Linked DNA regions of Danio rerio: all the other regions are linked to region 2. The links are chromatin contacts, called in public HiChIP or PLAC-seq and Micro-C maps. All regions are on one chromosome and are shown on one strand. The core of a region is the stretch at or near the end of the contact, and the rest is flanking DNA. Distances in the headings are between cores, read along the strand shown.

Region 1 (4,081 bases), core at 1,064-3,563, 180 kb before region 2:
CCACGGGGAACGCGATGAATACGCGTCTCTTTGGACTTCTTGACGGAGATCGATCCCGAAGCACTTGAGTTGTAAATGCGGGAGAACGGAGATCTAGTGGTTTAGATAAGCGTAAACAGCGCACCAAAACTCTCACGACTGGAGAGAATTTATATAAAAGTTGTATCGCAGTCGTTATCTCAAATGCCGCAGACATCCTATCTGTTACAGACGGGCGCAGCACTCCTGTTTCATCTCTCTAAACACCTTATAAATGTGTTTTAAAATTAGCTGGCGCGCGCTCAACACGCGCTGGTCATCTTGGTGAGCTTTAAATTACGCCTCGAAGCTGACTTCTTTTTGTCTAAGATTTTAAATGCGGATTGTGCTTGTTGTATTTAAAATACATTCAATTTAAAATTGGAATTTTCATTGGGCACATTTTACGGATTATTTTAACTCCAAGTGCTTTACGCGTTTATAAAGATTTAGATGCAGTCACTTATATGTTGGAACATTATTAATTTTTCTATTTTTATTTAACCTATGCCTATTTAGTTTTTAGGTGGGAGAAACAAGTGTGTGTGTGTGTGTGTTTAATATTGCACAAATACGCACAGAAGCATACCATCCACTCCAAACGCGCATCCTTTGCGTCTTTTCTGACTTTAGATAAGAATTTAAACAGAAGGATAATATGGTAAATGTGCAAAATACAGTGCTTTTCTTATATCCTTAGTGTTCTCAGTCTTATTAGTATGGAATAATTAAAAAGATAATGTGGCTTTTATTTTGTAAATTCATTAAAAGTTGTTCACCCAGCTTTAGCGATTTGCTGCATAACATGTCTGCAAAATCATCTGACGTGAGACATCGTATTGTCACTAAGAAATATTCTTTATTTTCAGCATTAATGTTTTTTAAATAAATAAATATTCTCATTACAATAAAAGTACAATAACAAATTCTGTCATCGAAGTGACGTATACATCGGATACATCCCATATCTCCATTCTGTCACCAAAATGTGCTTAAAGCTACCCTGTACTCACCATACAAACAAAACAAAACCAAACAGTTCTGGATATGCATATATAAAAAAATACAAATAGAAATTAAAAAGTAGGTAAATAATATAATATTTTTGTTCGTTTTGGACCGCTCAGATTTTTAAAAACCTTTTGGTGACAGGAATCATATTTGGATGCAGAACTATGGGCTTATCAGCAAGTTGTTTTCAGAAAAAAAACTACAAACATTGAACATGTATACAAATGTACAACATTAAAAGGGATACGCAGACCCCGAACATATATAAAGTTTTGTTTCTTCCTTTCTCGCTATGTACAGGTGACGGCGCGCGCAGATGCCGTCGCTTTTTGGCTGCATTCAAGATTCCACAGGTGTGGCGTACAGAGTCTTTTGAGGTGATGGTCATGTTCACGGGCTGACGGACAGGTCTGCGTCCTCTTTCTCTGATGACGGGGGAGACATTGGGAGGTCATCCTCTTCCTCGGAGCACCGGGCGGAGGACAGGGAGGATGAGCACTTGCAGTTGTGCGCGCCCGTTCTGTGGGAGCCGCTTTTGCCTTCTTTTTTGTGCTTTACGCGGCGGTTCTGGAACCAAATCTTGACTTGCTTCTCGGATAGATTGAGGTAAGTTGCGATCTCTATGCGCCGAAGTCTCGACAGGTACATGTTGGAGGTGAACTCCCTTTCCAACTCCAAGAGTTGCGTGCTGGTGAACGCAGTGCGCATGCGTTTGCTGCTCTGAAGTTGACTGCTGCTATTTTCTGTTGAACAATAAACAAAAAGTTAAGTTGCTGATATACATAAAAAGTTTAATTGCAAAACTTTTTCAATGCACAAATGACACACTTACCTATGGATATGCAGTGGAACTGTCGTGGATCTGGAACCGGATAAGCGGCTTGATATAAGCCAGAGCCGCTGTTGAGGTTTACGCCGCTGGATGTGGAGTGCTGTCTGGAGAGCGCGGAGTGGCAATACTGGGTGCCGAACGCTGGAAATGAAGCCTTGATGAGGGGCAGCGCTGGGGGAGATGGGTGAAGCTGAGAAGTGACGCACAGCGGGCAAAAGCACAGCAGACCCGCTTTTCGAGAGTGGCAGGAGCCGGCGGAGAGGCTGTGGAGAGGATGAGAAGGATGCACCGCGTACGGAAATAACGGAGGGCTGTTCTCTGTGCCCTTTTCGCTGTTCTCCCTCAAAATCAAGGAATCCACAAGAAAGGATCTTGGCATCTTGACAGCGCCGTGTGTCTTCACCTGATGTCTGTTAGAAAGTTTCAGTCTCGCTCGTGTACCAAATGCTGGATGGCAGAATGGTGCTGAGGAGAAAGTGTCCCTGCTTAAATAGTTGGAGAGCCAGTGCGCCCATGTGACGGTTACGCTACTAGCGGCTGAGAGCTCTCAATAGGGTTTTGTGCCTTTTCTCTCGGCATTCACTCTGCACGCTTCCCTATTATTTCACTTGTTAACTAAATGAACTGCATAATGTAGTCTATTCTTGTCAGCCCCACCCACACTGCAAGAGGCGGTACTGCCCCTTCTCCCTTTTAAAATTTCCCCTCCTTTTATACCATTACTCTTTAGTGTCGTTTTAAACTTTATTTTCTTTCTCACGCGATCACATGGACACTATTGCTCTTTTAATTAATTTCATTCAAAGAGGGCCGTCGTTTGTTCCGCGTGAACTCATTAGACATTCGGTGCATACGCCGTACGTCAGCAGGCTCATCGGCCCGGTTCCACCTGCGACTCAGCCCATCATTAACTATTATAACAATTACAGGACTTGTTTTCAGAGAGCGTGTTTCGGGAGTATTGAAAATATAATAATGACTGCATTATTTGCAGTCTGTTTGTGTACGCCACTGACGTGCCGTTTAGTTGCGCATGGAACATCTGCTGAGATCTTTCTTTCCGAACTAAACATTTTAATTCGGATACCGATCTGTCTTCATTTAGGACGATTTTTTTCAAAATTTAATTTATGATTTATTTTTTCCTTAAGGAGACATTATCCATAGCTAGTCAACATCTGAAGTGGCAAACGTATTTTAAAATCGTTTTACACTATAATAAAAAGGATATGACAAAAAAGTTAAGACAACAGATATTTGCATGTTGCTTTAACTTATTTTAACAGTCTATCAGGTTCATCTACATTTTTAAGTTATAACCTAATAGTTTCAGTCAGTTTGATTGATGTAAGTTGAGATGACTCGAAAATTTAAGGCAGCAACATCTTTTTACAGTGAATGTGTTCAATCGTTTCAGGACAACTTTGATGAAAGGTTTTCATCCACTTCAAATGCTGAGTACTGTACGTCATTTTAATTTTGCTCTTATATTTACATGCACAGATTCATAATTTCCAACTATGTTTAATTCCATTTTTATGATAACACTTTAAAAACATATATGTTACAAGTTTGTGTGTCTATTATGAGGCAAATGTATCACTGCCAAACTTAAAAAAAGGACGCGTCGCGTCACAACCTCAAAGCGATGAGGTTAAAAAACAGTGATTAATTCCTGCGCGCGGGCCCCCGCAGAGTCCGGGAAGGAATATATAAAAATAACCAGGTTTTCACTCTCCCAGCCCTTATTGAATGTCATTGTGGAGAGTTTTCAATGCGACAGAGAAAGGCTCGAATTAAAGTGTGTGACAGCGGCGGACAAAGTGGCACAAAGCCGACTCTGTCAGTGAGGGCCCGAATGCACGGCGAGTGAAAGCCCCTGCCCGCCGCGCCCTGATTGAATTAAGTAATAGGAAAACATTTTCTTTCACTTTAGGTTTGCTAAACAAGATGTTCAAAGGAAAAGGGGATTCTAATGCGTGAGTAAACAGCGAAATGTGGATTTAACGTCCTCTTTGGGATATACTTTATAAGTTGCAAATAATAATCCCACGTGAAAACAATGTATAGTAATTTATACTGTTGAACCACACTGTAGTAACGTGTACTATACGGTATATATTGTAGTATGTCCAGCTCTTTGTTAATGAATGCTACAACATGCTTTCTATGGTAAATTTATAAACTAAATAAATAAATACTGTAGCTTTTACCGTCAAC
Region 2 (4,310 bases), core at 1,494-3,993:
ATCCCCGCCTCCTCAGTAGTTGCTATTCTGCTATTGGCTGAAGGAACGCAAAGGTGATCCCACAGCTAAAAATAAACACTAATGAGCGGAGTTAAGCTGAGAGAAGAAAATGACAACAGCCAATCAGAATCAGAATATCTGCTGAGGTTTTCACTCACTCAGTGTTTTAAGACTAAATATTTGCACCTTGACATAGTTTTTTAGTCTGAAATAGATCTGAAAAATATGCTTTACCGGTTTGTTTTCATATCAATAAATAAATAAATCATTTAAAAACATAGCATTTCAAGGGAAAAATGGTATTGTAAGAAGTATCATTATCTCAATACCCAACAACATCAAGAATCATAATTTTCCAATATCGTGCACCCCTAGTCAACATAAGCATCAGATTGACAGATATAATATATATATATACATAACAGTTCTGTCTGGTTCTCGAATCTGATTGGCTGATAGCCGTGCAATATTCTGTAATAACAGCACTCGTACAGCTTCCTCACTCACCATTCTGTATTACTACGCCCACATAGAGTGACAGCAGATCAATAAACTCACTACAGTTTGAGGAATCATGCAGCTGTTGGACAACAATGTATTTTTGAGGCTTTTTAGGTGAGAATGTAGTTGTTTAGATTGCAACTATGCAGTTTATCTATAAGGATAGTGCCTATTTATAATTTCTGAGATTCAGTGCATCAGCATCCATCAGCCTGTCATACTAAGCAGAGCAAAGACAGTTGACGTTACACCACAAGATGGCAACAGAGACCGCATAATAAGCTCTTAAAGGAAAAACTTGCTGAGCAAATCATTATAAAACAGGTAAGTGACACCCTAAATCGATCTCTCGCTTTTGTATTTTGTAGTGCTGTATTTATACCATAGCAATCTGCTAGTGTTTGCTTTGGCTTTTACGGGGTTAATTATTGTGATCTCCCGATTGCAACAGAGAAATACTGGGAAATCTCTGTAGACGGATGGCATTTCATGTCGTTCAGCCTTATAATCTTAAAATGTGAGCAAAATCACCTGTTTAGTCATGATTTTTAGACATTACGCTAAAGAATCATTCAAATACTAGCTCTAAAGTGACATTTGTGAAGTAGCAATGGTTTCTGATGTTGTAAATGACTGGTGGAAGAAAGTAGTTCCTCTTACAAAAGGGTTTTTGACACTCTCCGTGTTTGATCTTCTTTTTTATATACACATTTATGCTGTCGAACTGTTGTATAAACGTAATATCACGCTCGTAGCAGTGGGATATGGCTGTATATCATCACTGGTGAGAATCTAACGCACACCTCCCATCAGCGCTGATATACTGCCATATTGCACTGCCACGAGTGCTACAATGTTTTTCCCAAAATGACCACGGAATCTTTCAGAAAAATCAACAACGAAAACATCATAAAAGTCCGTCAGCAATTTCAATTACCTGTGCATCTGTTGATAGTTATTTTCCAAATAACCTTGAAATTAATTAAGCAGCAAAACAAAACATCGCAATGTCAAATGTTTCCAATATCATGCAGTCATATCATCTACAGTAATATAGAGCTGTATATAAATTGTTACAATCATATTTTTCATTCTCTATTTACTTTACTGTGTTCTTCCTAAATTCCTTATTATTTGTGTTTTTGTCCTGTCACTATCATTGCGGAAGCTTCTGTCATCGAAACAAATCCTGTGCACGTGTAAACAAAGCGTTTTCTCACTGATCCCGTCAAATGTTCGTAACTTAATTAGTGCCAAAATAACTCTTGGTGTAAATGACACCACTTCTAAAGAACTCAGGTAAAGTTGGTTTTATAGTCTCACATTCACTCAGTGATAACTTGTGATGCAGTCTCTATATTGTTGACCATGCTATTTTGAATATTCGGTCTGAAATCTCATGTTTAACTGATTGTAAGCAATGTTGTGGTTTGCTAGTCATAGGCTGCTAATATGATTTCACTATTTGGAATTTGCAAAGAATAGGCTACTTCTTTAAAACTATATTATTAAGGAGAAAGTCTGAATGTGCAAATATATAATTAACTTTACCCCAATTTATGAAGAACAGAATCACATGTACAAAAGATCAATTTCCATACGAATTGTTAACATTATTTATAAATACCTTGCTTTATTTCTCCTTTTTAGATTTCATAATAAAGCTCTAATATCTGCACATAAGCACACTTAGAAATCTACATATACAGGTATTTGAAATGATTGTTTTTAGTCACATGTAGGGTGCAAATGTGGAGCAAATGCCTCGTCGTGACATTTAAAGTGAAGTTTGACACGGGGTTACCACCAGGCTTTCTCTGGGCCTGCAAAATTATTCCCAACACAACTACTACATTAACAAAAAACTGCTTAGAAAATTCATAACACATCATATAATCTCCTCGTGCTGATTCTATGTTCAACAGCTCGTGAATTTAATAACTGTAACCCTGATCGATAACCTCCCATCCGCAGCTCATTCAATGAAGTCCTATGGAAACGGAGCGCGCCGCAGCACGAACGGGCACGTACAAACATACACACGTACCCAGCCAAGCCGCCGAAGAGGAACTTTATGGATTTGGGCGATGTTTTGGGCTTGGCTGTGTCCGCTGCGGCTGCCATAGCTGCGGTGCTGTCCGGGTTTCTGGAGGACACCTTCAATCCTGCCGCTCTGCTGATCTACAGCCGCTGTTGTCGACAGCAAGGTGACTCGCCTGGATTGCGCACGTCAAGCGGTGGCCGCTTGGACCAATCGAGATACGAGTTTACACTCGCGGGGTCGAGCACGTACGTGACGTGTCACCTTCGTGTGACATCTTTTAAAGAGACAGAGATGCATTTATCGAGTCAAACAAGTTGTTGCAATTTTTTAGAGATGGATTCTGCCTGCACCTTTTGTGAATTAGAGTAATTAAGTTTTAATGTGGTGATGTCATTGGCCCATGAACATTTCCTGCTTGTTATCAAACAAGTTAATAACTGTACCAAGAGGCAATTAAATCACAAGTTAATGTTGGAACAGATATCATAACATTATTTGTTCATAAATGGCTCTTTTTGGCTCTTATATTTAAACTACAAGTTATTTTTGACATACAATAATAATAATAAAACTTTAAAGCAAAGTTTGATTATTAATTTAATGATTATATATGGGGGAGTACCATGTACACAAACAAAAATGTTCCAATGATAAACCTGACAACATTTATTTGTTTAAAATTGATCTTAAGCATTATATTAAATATCTTATTAAAAATAAAACGTTATAAGGACTTATGTGATTTTAGAATCATTTTCTTATGCAAATTTCTTGTAATTTATATTTACATATATCCTCTGTAACTTTTTATTTCATTTTTAAAACACTTTTATTTTAAGCTTTTAAAAGTACAACAGAATATACACACTTTGCAGGTGAATATAATATAAATTGCCATGCATGTGGGTTCAGCTGTTGGATATACAAAATGTAGTGTTGCACAGTATGTAGACATCAAAAAGTCCTATAAGCTAGTGAGCCTGTCAGTTTTCATGAGGGGTGCTAAATTTAGATTGAGCACGTTTCAGGTCATCCGAGAAAGGGTTCCCAGGTAGCAAATAATTTTCCATTTGAATTGGACCTGATAAATCTGAGCCTTTCCAAGTGGATAACGGAGGCCATGTCCATTAACCAGGTTCGAAAGGAATTTCAAATTATTATCAGTAAGACCTAACAAAAAATTAAGAGAATCGAAGTCGCATCTTGTATTAAATATAGGACTTAATCTCCTACAAATCTGTACCCAATAGCCTTTGATATATGTAAAGTTCCAAATACAATGTATAAAATCAACATTTGATCAACATTTGTGATTGATGTTTATCTTATATTTCACAGCAGACGTGGGCTGAGTTCCATTTTGTGTCAGGCGCCAGCCTTTAAGATTAATGGATTTACCATACAGTCCATGGGATTTACACGATTATGTTATGTAGCCTAAAATGTCTCCTAACACAAAACCTCAGTGGAGGAATGTTCAGCTTCTGAGCTGTAAACTCTAGCGCCATCTTGGGGCAGTCATCGATACAGCGACTGTGGACCATTGGTGTCACTATTGAATAAGATCAGCGTTTGAACGAAATTAAACGAAATTGCGTAGATAATTGAAACAACATTACTGCAATTGTTTTTACCACTAAAACAATTTGAATGAGACAACTCGTCTCGTACATGCAAATCCGTTGAAAACAACATGGCTTCTGAAAACTTTCATGAGCGCCAAATATTATGGATCGTTATAAAGACTTGAAGTTTCACACTTTTT
Region 3 (4,453 bases), core at 629-3,128, 160 kb after region 2:
ATGGTATTGAGGTTAAGTTGATTTTATAGTCACACATTCATTAAGTGACAACTTGAGACATACTTTCTGTATTGTTTACTATGGTACTTTGAATATTCGGTCTGAGGATGTCTTCAAAACAACACTTGCACGAACCTATATATTTGGTTGTGGACAATGATGTAGGCTGCTAATGTGATTTTACTATTTAAAATTTTACTTTTCTGTAATAATATTAAGAATAAAGTTCAAATATGTGAATATAAAACCAACTTTACCTCAATAGTTATGTTTATATGTAACGTTATGGTTAAAGTTGAGTTTTAACACTTACTAGCTTTGGCCAGTTGCTTTTTCGAGCTCGTATACATGCAACAAAACATGCCTACATGTTTGTTTATGTTTGTGTGTAACATTATGGTTTGTTTACCGTGATGTTATATGTTTACATGTAAGGTTATAGTTTGTGTAACGTCATGGTTTTGAGGTAAAGTTGGTTTTATTGTGGCACATTCATTTAGTGACATGCTCACTGTATGTATGTATCATTAAGGAGAAAGTCAGAATGTGTAAATATAAAACAAACTTTACCTCAGTAAGTTTTTCCTTTAAGATGTTTTGACATTTAACGTGATGCCCCTATGCAATCAAACATCACTGTTTGTTTATGTTTGTGTGTAACATTATAGTTTGTGTAACGTTATGTTATTGAGGTAAAGTTGATTTTATAGTCGCACATTCATTAAGTGACAACTTAAGACATACTTTCTGTATTGTTTACTATGGTACTTTGAATATTCGGTCTGAAATTACAAGGATGTCTTCAAAACAACACTTGCACTAACTTATATATTTGATTATGGACAATGTTGTAGGCTGCTAATATAATTTTACTATTTAAAATTTTACTTTTCTGTAATAATTTTAAGGAGAAAGTTCGAATATGTGAATATAAATCCAGCTTTACCTCAATAGTTATTATGTATTTGTGTAACGTTATGGTTGAAGTTGTGTTTTAACACTTACTAGCTTTGGACAGTTGCTTTTTTGAGCCACCAAGTCGTCGAAATTAAATCCAGGAAGATTTCCAAAGGAAAACTGGTTTATTTAAGAAGATATTCCAGTGTTGTTTTCAATGATGAAACAGCGGCTTGTGTTTCTCCACCTGCTGGATCACACGACGACCAACAGCAGGAAAACTTGGGTCGAAGTTTTTCCGTTGACTGGAATTCGTTATGTACAAAACCCAATCCAACAGCAGTGTCAGGAGAAGTTAATTATCCGTTTTTCTGCCCTTCACCATTATGTTTTAATTACACTCACATACACAAATGCGATCCTCGTGCGTCCATTTAACTTGTGGCTCTCCCAAATCTCCGCACTTCAAACGAGAGAGAGAAAAAACAACTTTCAAAATGAGGAGACGCGAACTCTTCGGATAAATTTACACTATTGTGAATGATAAGAAGACTTCTGTATAGTATTTATGGCAGTGACAGATCTTACTGAATGAAGACGGATGAATTAAACAATCGCCGGTGTGTGAAAGTTTGGAGCCCAACACCGTCACCCTTCCCAAAGATCAGACAGAGCATGACGTGAGCAGACTAGAGAGCAGTTAAAAGTCCCGTTCATATGCTACACCTTTCTAATGGAAATAAATAAATACATATTTTTATTGTAATAAATGTATATTTTGTATTAAATGCCAATTTAATTTATGACGTAATTTGTATAACAGTGCCACTGGATGAACTGATATAATGTCTGCGTTTTTACTTAATTTCAGAGTGTCAAAGTACTTAATGTCAAAGTATTAAAGTTTATAATGTATTTTAAATAATATTATTAACGTTAATAATCAAGTGACATTAATAATCACTACCCTCTCTCGTGCGCATGACAGGCAAGGGGCGCGAAAATGTCCCAAACATAAATACATGAAGATTACACTCGAACACTAGGCTGTAAGTGGTATTTTAACGTTTTTTTCTGTCAATATATTTACAGTTTATTGTTAATATGTATGCTAAAGTGTTTTATTCTAAGAATATAAACGTTTATTTAAATATTTACCCGAATATAACTAATATTTAAAAGGTTTTTAGAGAAAATGTGGTCCACGACATATCTGTCACCAGAAACTGAAACGGAGGACTTTGACCTATTTCCGCCTTTTGCGAAGTAAGAGTTTCTGTCAGATATGTAAATAAAACGAAATGTTTTCCATATTAATACTTTTCTCTGTGGTCTACGGTTATTTATGGAGATTGTTGTGTTGTTGTGCCATCTGCAGGAGATCTAGGGAAGTGAATCGTCACAGTGATGAGAGCTTTTTATCTGAACAATCTCAGACTTTCTGGAGGACAGAAATGCCCCTGCACTGGTATTAATTTGATGACCCTGTTGCAGTGTTCAAAAGTTTGCTCATAGTGCTGACTCTGTCTGTCTGTCTGTCTGTCTGTCTGTCTGTCTGTCTGTCTGTCGGCAGTGAGGAGTCATTCAGACCTGAACTCTTTCTTGCTCCTGACCTGTTCTCTAGTTCAGAAGATGGGACGGTGAGTAGTTAGACATATCAAATGTACCTCAAGACCCATAGTGAAATCATAGTGAAAACCTATATTACCACATTTATTCCCCTATTGTATTATATATATACAATTCACAATCCACTTCTTTTGACTACTATATATATATATATATATATATATATATATATATATATATATATATATATATATATATATATATATATGTATATATATACATATATATACATATATATATATATATATATATATATATATATATATATATATATATATATATATATGTATATATATACATATATATATAAATATATATATATATATATACATATATATATATATATATATGTATATATATATATATATATATATATATATATATATATATATATATATATATATATATATATATATATATGTATATATGTATATATATGTATATATGTATATATATGTATATAAATATATATATATATATATATATATATATATATATATATATATATATATATATATAATACAATAGGAGTATATACAATGATATATATATATATCCCTAACCTTATTGTATGTATATATATATATATATATATATATATATATATATATATATATATATATATATATATATATATATATATATATATATATATATAATACAATAGGAATATATACAATTATATATATATATATATATATATATATATATATATATATATATATATATATATATATATATATATAGTAGTCAAAAGAAGTGGATTTTGAATTGTTTTAGGACAACTAAGTAAAAAGGTGATGATCCAAATATTTGCTACTCTAAAAATGACTTCTGTTTTACTTGCACAACTCTAAAGTTACCATATATGTATATAAGTCTGAATAATTAGACCCTCTGTTTATTGTTTTCCCAAAAATCCTAACAGAGGAAATATTTTTTTCAACACATTTCTAAACATAATAGTTTTGAATAACTCATTTCTAATAACTGATTTATTTTATCTTCGCGATGATGACAGCACATAATATTTGACTAGATGTTTTTCAAGATACTAGTATGCTAGGAAAATTCCTTGCTCTGTTAAACATCATTTGTAAAATATTTGAAAAGTAAAACACAATTCACAGGAGGGCGAATAATCTTGACTTCAGCTGTATATTACTAGTTCATCTGCTGTAAACTCATTGTTTCAGATGAGCAGACGCTATGGAGTGAACATAGGCCTGACGCATGAGAAGCTGCCACATCCTTCAAAGCTGATGGTTAGAAAAAGAAGTCAAAGAGGACACGGACATGCTGCAAACGTTCTCCAACACATAGGAGAACTCCGGATGAGACAGCGCCATATAAACCAGTGAGAGGAAGGAGGATTGTGAGAGAAAGAGGCCTTTAAAGGGATAGTTCACCAATGAATTCTTAACAAAATTATATGGTCACTTTTGATTTCATTTGTTCTTAAAGTACCAATGAAATTAAAACTAACCATATTGATGTTGCTAGCTCACATTTTTAGTTTTGTGCTGAACAATTAATAATTAAGAAAAAATATATACTAACATACTAAGCCACGCCCCTCCAGTTTTGACAACAAACAGAAATAGTGAGGTTAGGCTGTAATAACTCTGAAATGCCTACTTTACAACATCCAATCATCTGGTAGTTGAAAAAGCAAGCCACACCCACTGTTTTCTCATTTAATATTCCGTTTCACAATACGGAAAAAAAAACAGTTGCAGCTTCCTATTCATGCAGACTTTAAGGGTTAGAAAGTCTGTGAGAGTCAAGTCTATTCTGCCTACTTCCAGGTTGAAGGGAGACAAATGGTGGGGAGCCACAGCTGTTTTCGGACCTGAGGAGATCGGTGGTCCACAGGAGATCAAAGAGCAAAGGCTTGAGCAGCTTCTTGGCCTTTCAGCTGATGTGA

What was found. A called contact is a pair of places that touch in the nucleus more often than the background predicts. HiChIP or PLAC-seq counts read pairs in DNA pulled down with a chosen protein or histone mark.
Region 1: a contact with region 2 is called in an H3K4me3 HiChIP or PLAC-seq map of gastrula embryo, with 3 times the contacts expected there. The contact joins the promoter of gsx1 here to the promoter of slc25a11 in region 2. A contact is called at or near these places in 2 of 4 datasets of contacts at active chromatin or transcription factors (embryo and gastrula embryo).
Region 3: a Micro-C map of caudal fin shows a contact between it and region 2, with 6 times the contacts expected there. The contact joins the promoter of LOC137495537 here to the promoter of slc25a11 in region 2. A contact is called at or near these places in 2 of 18 Hi-C or Micro-C datasets (caudal fin and an unstated tissue).

The regions. Positions count from the first base shown.
Region 1 is chr5:73,931,354-73,935,434 of GRCz12tu, forward strand. It overlaps gsx1 (GS homeobox 1), which reads right to left and starts at 2,314. Exons shown (of 2, transcript NM_001012251.1): 1 at 1,862-2,314; 2 at 858-1,772. The coding sequence starts at 2,240. The coding sequence ends at 1,420. It also overlaps a transcript of mtif3 not described here.
Region 2 is chr5:74,110,974-74,115,283 of GRCz12tu, forward strand. slc25a11 (solute carrier family 25 member 11) reads right to left here and starts at 2,744. Exons shown (of 8, transcript NM_001002099.1): 1 at 2,549-2,744. The coding sequence starts at 2,625.
Region 3 is chr5:74,275,096-74,279,548 of GRCz12tu, forward strand. It overlaps LOC137495537, which reads left to right and starts at 1,879. Exons shown (of 7, transcript XM_073951659.1): 1 at 1,879-1,946; 2 at 2,088-2,163; 3 at 2,276-2,365; 4 at 2,471-2,537; 5 at 3,723-3,883; 6 at 4,335-4,453. The coding sequence starts at 2,093. It overlaps kif1ca (kinesin family member 1C, a), which reads right to left and starts at 1,574. Exons shown (of 26, transcript XR_012406519.1): 1 at 1,486-1,574; 2 at 1,303-1,360.